Regions from separate parts of the Danio rerio genome. Here region 1 is linked to region 2. Evidence: chromatin contacts called from public Micro-C data. All regions are on one chromosome and are shown on one strand. Each heading gives the region's core, a stretch centred on a gene start, on an enhancer-like site or on the middle of the called end of the contact. The rest is flanking DNA. Distances are from core to core; before and after follow the strand shown.

The links. Hi-C and Micro-C count contacts between places; a contact is called where the count stands out from the background.
Region 1: a Micro-C map of caudal fin shows a contact between it and region 2, with 5 times the contacts expected there. The contact joins the promoter of msrab here to the promoter of id3 in region 2. A contact is called at or near these places in 4 of 18 Hi-C or Micro-C datasets (caudal fin, embryo and hematopoietic stem cells) and 3 of 4 datasets of contacts at active chromatin or transcription factors (caudal fin, embryo and gastrula embryo).

Annotation. Positions count from the first base shown.
Region 1 is chr17:28,894,392-28,899,135 of GRCz12tu, reverse strand. msrab (methionine sulfoxide reductase Ab) reads left to right here and starts at 2,400. Exons shown (of 7, transcript XM_073928603.1): 1 at 2,400-2,804; 2 at 2,950-3,021. dre-mir-124-4 (microRNA 124-4) reads right to left here and starts at 3,885; the gene lies at 3,803-3,885.
Region 2 is chr17:28,756,468-28,761,800 of GRCz12tu, reverse strand. It overlaps id3 (inhibitor of DNA binding 3), which reads left to right and starts at 1,805. Exons shown (of 3, transcript NM_152967.1): 1 at 1,805-2,236; 2 at 2,336-2,414; 3 at 3,044-3,721. The coding sequence starts at 1,940. The coding sequence ends at 2,389.

The DNA.
Region 1 (4,744 bases), core at 1,151-3,650, 140 kb before region 2:
ATAACTTTATTTTTTTATTCGCCTTTCTAAACTCGTCTGAACAAAATTAAATACACTGAGATTGGGTTTTGTGACGTTCAAAATAATGTATATAGGGCCTATTGGATTCCCTTGTTCTGTGACTTAAAGCTACAAAAAAGATTAACAAAATAGCTTAAATTACCCAAACTTTCCAATAAATGAAGCATTGTATTTTTTTGCTGTCATCAACCTTTACTGTATCAAGATGTGTGTGTGCAATGTCATAAACCGATTCACGATAAATATTAGTTTACCAGAATCAGTTAATTTGTCACCAATATTTTGTTACCAAAAGTATTAAAACATTTTTGTGTATTCCACAGAAGAAAGAAAACAGGAACCACACGAGGGTGAGTAAGTAATGATAGAATTTACCTTTATTTTTGGATTGGACAAATTCCCCCCAAATTGTGTAGAGTGGCTGAATGTATTCACATGTTTGACAATGCATTTGTGTAAGATGGTTACGAGAAACAATGTCTGTTACTGTATACTGTTTAATAAGTTAACCTTATTTGTGTTAGGACAACATAAATGTATGGAACACTACTTTTTTTACAGTGCACACATGGAAAATATTTGGGTTCCCTTGTAGCTATTTCGGTAGCACAACACAACCAAATCCTTTGCTTTGTTTTAATGAAAAAAATTAACAAACATTTTACAGCATTTAGCAAATTTTAAAAATACAATAAAATTACAATCCCAACTGTTTCGAGCTTGGGTGATTTGTCAATCCCCTGCTGTGCCAGTGAGGTCACAGCAATCAATCACTGTAATATTTTAATTGATGACAGCGCAGAAGAGTTACCTCCTTAAGTGAGAAGACCAAGTGTTTACAAGAAGCCTGTGTGTTTGAATCAGTTCTGATGCATGCATGCATTTTAGGCTTTGTATATTTGTGTCTTTAGTGCATATCATATTTCTTCTCTATTTGAGTACTGTATGTGTAAGAGAGAGAGCGCCTACTGAGCTTGATTTAGGTATGAAGGGGGAATAAGACGCAGCACATGGCTCAACCTTCCGTCTGTCTATATGATGCTGCCTGAGGGGCCCTTTTCTGACCCCGGCCTCTCTCTTTCTCCCCAGGGACCCCAAAACCTCTTGGGATCCTCAGGCAACATGAAGGTGGGGAGGGGGCGGCACGTGTCTAAGACCGTTGATGCGGTGTGTGTTTAAGACAGATGCAGTCTGGTCTGTCCTTGTGTCTGCTGCCATCCCTCTCTGAAAAAAAAATCTGCTCATCTTCAGCAAAACAACTGGTCTACATGCCTGCTAATGTTTATATTTTGTCAACACAAGCTTATACTGATATTTTGACTAATATGGGGTGCTGTCAGGAGTTTTGGAGAAAATCATAACCTCATAATGGATAGCCTATTTCTCGTGCAAACTATTTTACTATTGAATAAAAATAGGCTTAGTAGCCTAATGTCTAGGTATATCTTGCACATTTGAGCATCAATCACTATCACAGAGCAGGCCTCAGGAAAGTCTGCTGCGATTTTCAGGCTTTTCAGATCATATCTGTGTGGCCACTGATAACAGGCCGCACCTGAATAACAAAGAGATGCAGGCCTGAACTCAATCAGTCTCGGGTTTAAAAGCAATAGATGTTGTGAATTTCCGATTTAGGTTGTTCTTGTACCCCAGACAGTATTATCGCTTTTTTATCCTGCTGCCGTAGCCGTCCGGATTGTGCGCGGGGTGCGGGGCGAGGAGCGCGCGCTGCGTTTATCAGCGTGTTGACAGTCGAGCAGCCGCGTGCGTTCAGCGCATTATCAAGAGCGCGCGCGTGTATTTTTGCCATTAGTAACGCCTGGCCATGTCTGCAAAAGATGCAATTTACATAATAAAATCATTTCTGTACTACACCCAGGCACCGATTTATTTCAAACGAATGTGTATATGGGGAGGTAGAACGAAAATATCAAAGGGGGGCATTTAAATGCCCCTTTAATTGTGTGGTGCGTATTTAACACAATTTAAAAGTAGATGAAATAACACGTTTTTAGTTAAAATTGTAAAAATAATAATTTAGGGTAATTTGTTGTATACATATGCAACGCCTTGCATGTTTAATAACTGTCTTCTTACATTTAAATAGTCCATTAGTTTATAAGCATCTGTTGTATTTATATCACATTTAGTTATACGACAACGAAATTATTCAAATTAATTAAAAAAAATATTTATTAATTGTAATTTGCTTTTCGTTTTTCTGGGTTGCTTTTTAATGTTGTCTATTTGCTAAGGATAACTTTTTTTCTCGTCTAGAGAATTTTAATAGACTAGGCAATAATAATAATAATAATAATTTTTATTATAATAATAATAATAATAATTGTTAATATTAATAATATAATAGCCTAATAAATGTAATAATAATCTAAAACTACATATTTAATTTGAGACTCGTGTAAGGCTTCTCGACTTTATTATCTAAACTTTGCTTCTTATTTTATAATTAGGCTGGTTTATTCTTTAATAGAAAAATATTTTTTAGGTTAAATGTGTTTCCGTTGTGGTCTTAATAGGCTTAGGGGTGTTAGGTGAAAGCCTGTACTGTGACGTAGGCTATATGGCCTCAAGTTGATTTAAGAGCAAGGCGTCGTTTCTCTACGTCTTGGTGCATAACGGCAATTTCTAAATATTTATATTGAATTTAAACGAAAATTCGCAATGCTGTTTTACAAAGCTGAATATTTGCTTCCTTTTTAAGCATATCTGAAATCGTCAAGAAGACAAATGTGAAGTGTGGACAAAATAAATACGTCCTAAAGGTTTGTACTTTATATGCGAACAACAAAAATTAACCGTAACTGTGTGCAGATGTATTAAAGCGTAAAATGCAACACCAGCAATGTCGTCGCGTGGTGTCTGAATGACTGTCAAAGTGATTAATATTTGCTTTTATTGTCTTCACAGTTGTGTGTTCCGTCGACAGAAATCTAGCCTGAGGGGCAGAGCCTCATCCCAGACCGTGTTTGCCTTTCTTTTGTGAGTAAAATTCATCATTAGTCATAAATAATAGGTAAACTTTGACCCCTCTAAACATCTGCGCCACGTGCCCAGAGCAGATAGCTGATTTATTACTGCTAGTGTGAAGGGGACATGATTTGAATGTCAGGAGCATGACGGTGGGCCTTATGCTCTTATGCTGTGGTGTTTGTGCTGTTTAAAATGTCAATTAAAAGGTTGCTACAAACCCTATTGATACCTAGCTAAATTAAAAGGGTTTGTTCCAAAAGACTCCTGAGCTTTACTCTAAAATTACTGCATCACAATGCTGTCAGAAATTGTAAAATGATGAAATATTTTGGTATTAGTGTGTTATATTCAAATCTTTTAATCCCATACTTACTACATAGCATTTGCATATCAAACTTCAGCGCATGTATTGATGGTTTGTGTTGTGAAATGTAGGTCATAACGCAACCTTTGCAGTTTTTGCCTCCGAGCATTTTTGCCGAGCATTGTCACCAAATATAATCTCCTGGTTTGGGAGAGATACTGCCGTGCCTTTTGTAAATGGTTAGAGTATGCGTATTAGGCCCTGTGTTTATTTCAGTGTAATGAATATTCGATGGTCTGCTTAAGTGTTCGCCATGCATAAGGGGATTATCTGCTTCCATGACATTGCTGGGTATCAGATAGGGAATGGCAGTGGGATGGTGCAGGGTGTTATTTTATTGTGCACTAATATGAAAGCACAGTTGCAGTGACTGTACTATAGATGACTTTGTCCTGTCGACCGGGCGCTCAGGTGAGTGCTGCTGTTGGCTTCTCTCTTGGCATTCACCGCGTGCCTTAATTGTATTGAAATTAAATCAAGGTCCACTGTGAACACAAAGAGCAAAAACCCAAGTTTCCGAATGTCATCCGACTTGTCTTTTCCTAAAGAACTCTCTTCGTTCCTCTTCATCACGGCTAACGGTTCGGTCGTCCAGCTTGTCTGTATTTGGTCCCTATGCAGTCTGCACATCCTGTTCTTGTCCTTCAGTACAATACCACGTTTCTGTACTCATCTAAAATCCCTTTCTTCTCACCTGTCCTCCTCCTCCTGCATCTGATGTGGGCTTTGCTGGTGTTAGTGCAGTCCAAACCAGAAGTCCTAATCGCACACACACACACACACACGCACAATTACACATCTTTCTGAGGATTCTCCCTGCTTGTGCGGTTTTAAATCCTCCTTTCCGTCGGCCTAGATGTGTGGTGAGAACAAAACATACATGACAACGCAACACAGTGTTTCTTATGATCATATTTTACACACAAAAACATCCAGAAGGACCTTTCTATTTATATCACGAATGCATAACCTGACAGAGAGAGAGAGAGAGAGAGAAGACAGCGAGAGAGATAAAGAGGGATCTACCTTTTGTTGTACCCATTCTGCAAGAAGCACCTGCCTTCTGTTTCATTCCAGCAGACCTTTTCCCTCTACCGGCCAAACAAAGAGGACCAGCAAAGCTGAGCGTGAGGGATGTGCGAAGATGCAAAGCTATGCACTGCTCTCTTGCTCGTCCATTCAGCACGTCCACCGCCATGATGAGACGGCTGCCAGCATCGCAATGTAAAGCTAGCGCTTCCCTATGACAGTCTGTTCTCTGCCTCTCTCACCCCCCCATCTCTCTCTCTCTCTCTCTCTCTCTCTCTCTCTCTGTCTTTTATTTCTCTCTCTCTCTCACCGCACAAGCACCTATACGGCAAGTAAAAA
Region 2 (5,333 bases), core at 556-3,055:
ATGGGAAGAATAAACCTTGCTCTGTGTCTATCTTCATCCTGCCCTCACAACCTCGTTTTCACAAATGAAAAAAATAAATATGCCGTCTCCTTTAACTGAAGTCTACTCATATTTTAGCACCAGTTTGAACATGACAAAATATGTACCATGTTCCATTCAAGCAAACAGGAATGTGTTTTATTTAAAAAAATAGGCCTATTATACAATTTGAGTCAGAGAAAACAAAGCTGCTTTTGTATTAGTTTAACTAATCTAGCCAAACTGAAAAGCTTTACGCACGGAAAAACTCTTCACTGAATGTAAGTCCAGGTGTGCGCAAATAAATTGTGCGGGCAAGTCTGCATGTCTTGTGTGAGAGGTTGGGCGGGTTCCTACAGCTCGACTGACAGCTGTACTGACCAATAAGAGCGGGTCCGTAGCCGAGACTAGTCTTTTGCAGATGGGCGCGCGCTGGAGCGCGTGAATGGATGACGTCGGGAGCCCGGCGCCAGGCTGTCTGGGACTCGCGCGTTAGATCAACACAGCTGGAGCGGGACAGGACACACAGCTGGCCCGCCAGCGCATTCCTTTACAAAAACAGCACTGTGAGAAAAGAGGGGACACATCTTGATGTAAACTAAAAATGCGCTGGGTTAAAACTGGAAAGAGAGTCAGGCTATAGTTTGATTGTAACTTGCAAAGCTTCCTCTTCATATAAAAAAGAGTCATGGGAGACAGCTAGGCTATAGTTATGATCTATTTATAGATAACGAGTAACGCTTTTAGAATGCACAAAACCGCGCACACAGTCGTTTCTTTCTTTCAGAGGTTCATGTGTTGGTTATTAATATTTTGATCGTGAGAATACTATAGATGTTTGATTGAAAAAGATTTATATTTAACCCTCAGCTTGAGAATCTAGATTGGCATCAACTTTTCAGTCTTTACTACTTTCAACTTCTTTTTAGATTCGCTAACTTGTAAAAGTGCATTAAACTCGTCTCCGCATGTTGCGACTTGCACTTTAATTTCTCTTGTTTTACTGTGAGATAGCAATTAAGATTGAAATGTTTTTGTGTGTGGGTATTAAATTGTGTCCTGTATTGATATTTAATCTCATTGTATGTGTGTAGAAGTCTCCTAAGGGAATTAATTCCCGACGCCAGTTTGTCTGCAGGTCACGGGAGTAGCAGATTTATGGAGTTTATCCATAACGTCTGAGTTGAGACAGAATGATATTAAGCCATGATAGCTTTTGCCTCCCATTTTTCCTCAATAAATGTTAAAAGTGTCAACGTTTTTAAGTAGTCCTAGGAAATTGGCGTGATTGGCTAACAGTTTAAGTTTAATAAAATGTTATGCTTACTGCGTTTGAATATAATTCTCAAATTAATTTCAGTGTAGTCTAGTACCATGCATAGCCTATAACACAATCAGCTGATAACAAAATAAACTCAAAAATGATCCTATAAAACAACTATGTGAACTTTAACCTAAGTTTATATTTAATCTACTCCACGAGCTTGCCCAGCTCCTTTTTGGTTCACTGACCTCAAATCTTCACTCAAATCCACCAGTGAAAAAATACATATAACTCTGATATCCTGACAGCTCTTCCTCATTCCACCATTCTCTCTGACTGACAAGCCAAAGCTTCCAATGAAGACTTAACTATTTGCATAGGGCGGGGTCTGTGCACTTATTTCCATTCTACTATTGGCTGTGTGGCACATGAGGGTTTGTTTATTTCTGCAAGGGGCGGAGCTACACGGACCAGTGTTTAAAAAGGATCGCCTGCTCAGTAGAACTTCCATCGTTCAGTGAGCACGCGACGTGAAAGGAGTTCAACATTGGATATCTATAGAGCTTTACAGCTAGTTTATCCCAGTGTCCAGACGGAGGATTTTCTCAGACATCTCACCAGTTGGATTCTACTAGCAAGTCAGACGCCAGACCCAGAATGAAGGCGATCAGTCCCGTTCGCTCTGTCAGAAGCTGCTATGAAGCGGTGTGCTGTATCTCGGAGCAGAGCCTCGCGATCAGCCGCTGCAAGAGTCCTTCCGAGGAGCTGTCCGACATGAATATGAATGACTGTTACTCCAAACTCAAAGAGCTAGTGCCCAGCATCCCGCAGAACAAGTCCGTGAGCCAAGTGGAGATTCTCCAACATGTCATCGACTACATCTTCGACTTACAGATAGCGCTGGAAAACGAGGCAGACACACAAAACACGCCTGACATTTTCCTGTCAATGAAGGTGAGTGCTACATACCTGAATTATAATGCCTTCGCTATATTAACCAATTCATATTTAACTTTAATAAAATAAATCTTTGCATGTCTTTTTTTCCCGAAGAACTCAGAGATGAGCCGTAATTTCTCCAAAGAAGATGGAGCTATGTGCCATTAGGATGGATGAATGATATCAGTCAATGGTACGTTTCCTTTTCAATTCAGCTTTCGAAATTAAACCAATAATTTATAAAAATGAGTTCAGAATATATTTACTTCTTCAGAAGTTTAACCAAAAACACTCATTAAATAGAGAAGATTAAAAAAAAACAGATTATACAAGCTAGGACTTTTTAAAAGATCTTTGGAGGTCTTGGTGTTTTCCTAAGTTCTTCAGACCAACATTTCTTGAAATCAGAATTCATAAATGGCTTTCCAAACTACAAGGTTACTAAGTTCCTAAGAACTGAGACCCTGAAATGCATTAGACCGGAAAATCCAGTTTGGTTTTAAATGGAGCTGTCCTTTTAAAGAGTTGAATCTAATAAGTCTCTGGCTAAATCTCAAGTTTTTGGTAAATGTTATAAAGGATAAGATTACATATTATGTCAGAGAGTTATCTCAAAGTCTGTCCAGCGTCCTAATTTATTTTTTGGTCATCGTGCCAATCAGCAAACAAGCTTAGATTCCCCTATCAGCTCTAGCAAATGAAAGTTTTCCATTTGGCGCCAGACTGTCTGCTGTCCACACAGTGTGTGTTTGTGTGTGTGTGTGTGTGTGTGTGTGTGTGTGAGCTCTGAGTTAACTTTTCTCCCTCTCATCTATGCTGCAGGTGCGGGACAGAAACTTTTCTCCTCCACTTATGGAAGAAAAGAGAGTGAAGGGGTGAGCCGGGTGAAGGAGTGAGGCTCTATTCAGAGTGTGGGAAAGCAATCTGCGCCCCTCTCGAGCTGTCTATTCTTTGGTCACTGGACACTTGAACAAACCAAAGCCGAGGAGTTTTTAAGATCACAAAAAGAAAAGCCCTCTGATTTTTTTTTTCCTTAATCATTCCTGTTTTTGTGGCAACAATCAAGCATTGTGTATTTTGTACTGGCTACATTCCTGACTATTTGGACTAACTAATATCTCTTCACACACCCTTCCTTCCCAGCCATTCTTGGAGAGCAGCCCCCCTCCACCCCTTTTGTAATATTTTTTTTTTATTTTCTTGAAAACATTTTCACAGTCAGCATGGCTGCAGTTTGGTCTCAGCGAGCTTCTCGATCACGGGATGATGTGTGTATATATTGTGCTTGAGGGGAGTTTTTGTATTATAGGGTGGGAAAGGCAGTGGGGATAAAGACTTGGATTAGAATATGAACTCTATAATATAGAGTGGATTGTATATGTTTGTGGGGATTGTCTATTTCTACAGACTGTCAGATCAACGAGTTTCATAAACTCATTTAAGAGTTTTTTCTTTGTACTTACTCTTTTTTTCACAAGAAAATAAATCATATGAAAGTCATACATTTGTGGTTTGTTTCTTTTTCTCTTAACTTACACTTTGTTTGCTTTAAAACTTCAGATATCTGTATGCCTGATAAATGCGTATACTATGTGTGTATAGGCCTATTTAAAATTCTTTATATATATATATCATCATCATCATCATTCATCTCCCCCTGAAGATGTTTACATGGTTTATATAGTATTGATATGAATGATATGGAACATAACAGAGTCGCTTTCAAAGTATCTGAAGAAAATTCAGTTAAATTGCCTGTGAAGATGCAAAAAAAAAAAGTAAAAGTACAGTGCATCTGCCAAAAAAAAACCTTTTCAGATGGAGTCATGGTGGACTTTTTCATGTTCGCATATGATCTTTTACAAGCCTACACGACAATGTCTAAATGTGAGTCACTATGTTAAAAATAGCACAACTGTCTTTGGTCAAAAAGATCTTTGTCCTGTGAACTAGAGTGACCAGTGGTCAAACTTTGAGAAGCACTATAGTATTTATCTCATCTGGACTTGAAAAGTGGTATTAAAGGTCTTTAGGGGGCTGACCGTCAGCACACTTCAGACTTAAGATCTGGGTGTTGAGTAATGTGAAGTGTTCCGTAGGTTTCTTTTAAAAAATAAAAAGTCATGTAGCGGCACCAACTGTTCAAAGTAATAATCACAAACGCATGTCTAGTTTGGACCACTGACAATGAACTGGCGCCGTCTTGTGGCTCTCGTACGTAAATGGCACCTGGTGGATTTAGCCCGTACGTTTTTCTTGATAGACATAATAATAGTCTTTCCATTAACCTACATTTCACTCGTTACTCCACATGGAAAACGGTAGCTGAACGCCTGTTGACATTTTGTGACAACATGCCTCAATCTTTGGGAATGTGTTAGGTGTAAATTGTCAGATTACATAATTTCTTTCAGCGTTGCACTGTAAAAAATGTAATGTAAAAAAGTCGACAACAAATATTTTTTATGTTGCTTTAACTTATTTTAATAAGTTAATCAGCTTTCAATTATTTTTTTAAGTTATACAAAGTTTAACATAATAGCTTTAGTCAGTGTGAACTTCAGATGAAAAGTTTATTTGATTCAACAAAAAATTAAAGGCAGCAACATATTTTTACAGTGCAAAAAATTAAGCAGTATTATCGTGTTTAGAGTTTTTTCTGCTTGAATCAAAAACGATTCCCCTAAAAGAATCATGAATTAAGTGTTTGCATAGTCATGAATATCCTAAACATATGTGTCTATACTGTAAAAAAAAAAAAAAAAACTCCTGGTTGCCTTAAATTTTTAAGCTGAATCAAATGAACTTTATGAGTCCATTTAACTTATATTATGTTAAACTGATTGAATAACTCAGTTTAATAAGTTACAATGACCTAAAAACATATGCTGTCATGACTAATTGATCATATGATTTTTTTACAGTGCATCACTTATTTGGCATCAAAACCTAAAATTTATGTTTTAATAATACTTAATTTAATAATCAATTTATTATTTGTGTGTGTGTGTGTGTGTGTGTGTGTGTGTGTGTGTGTGTGTGAGAGAGAGAGAGAGAGAGAGAGAGTAATTAAATCTAAAACTCCAGCATTATCATATTTTGGGTACAAATG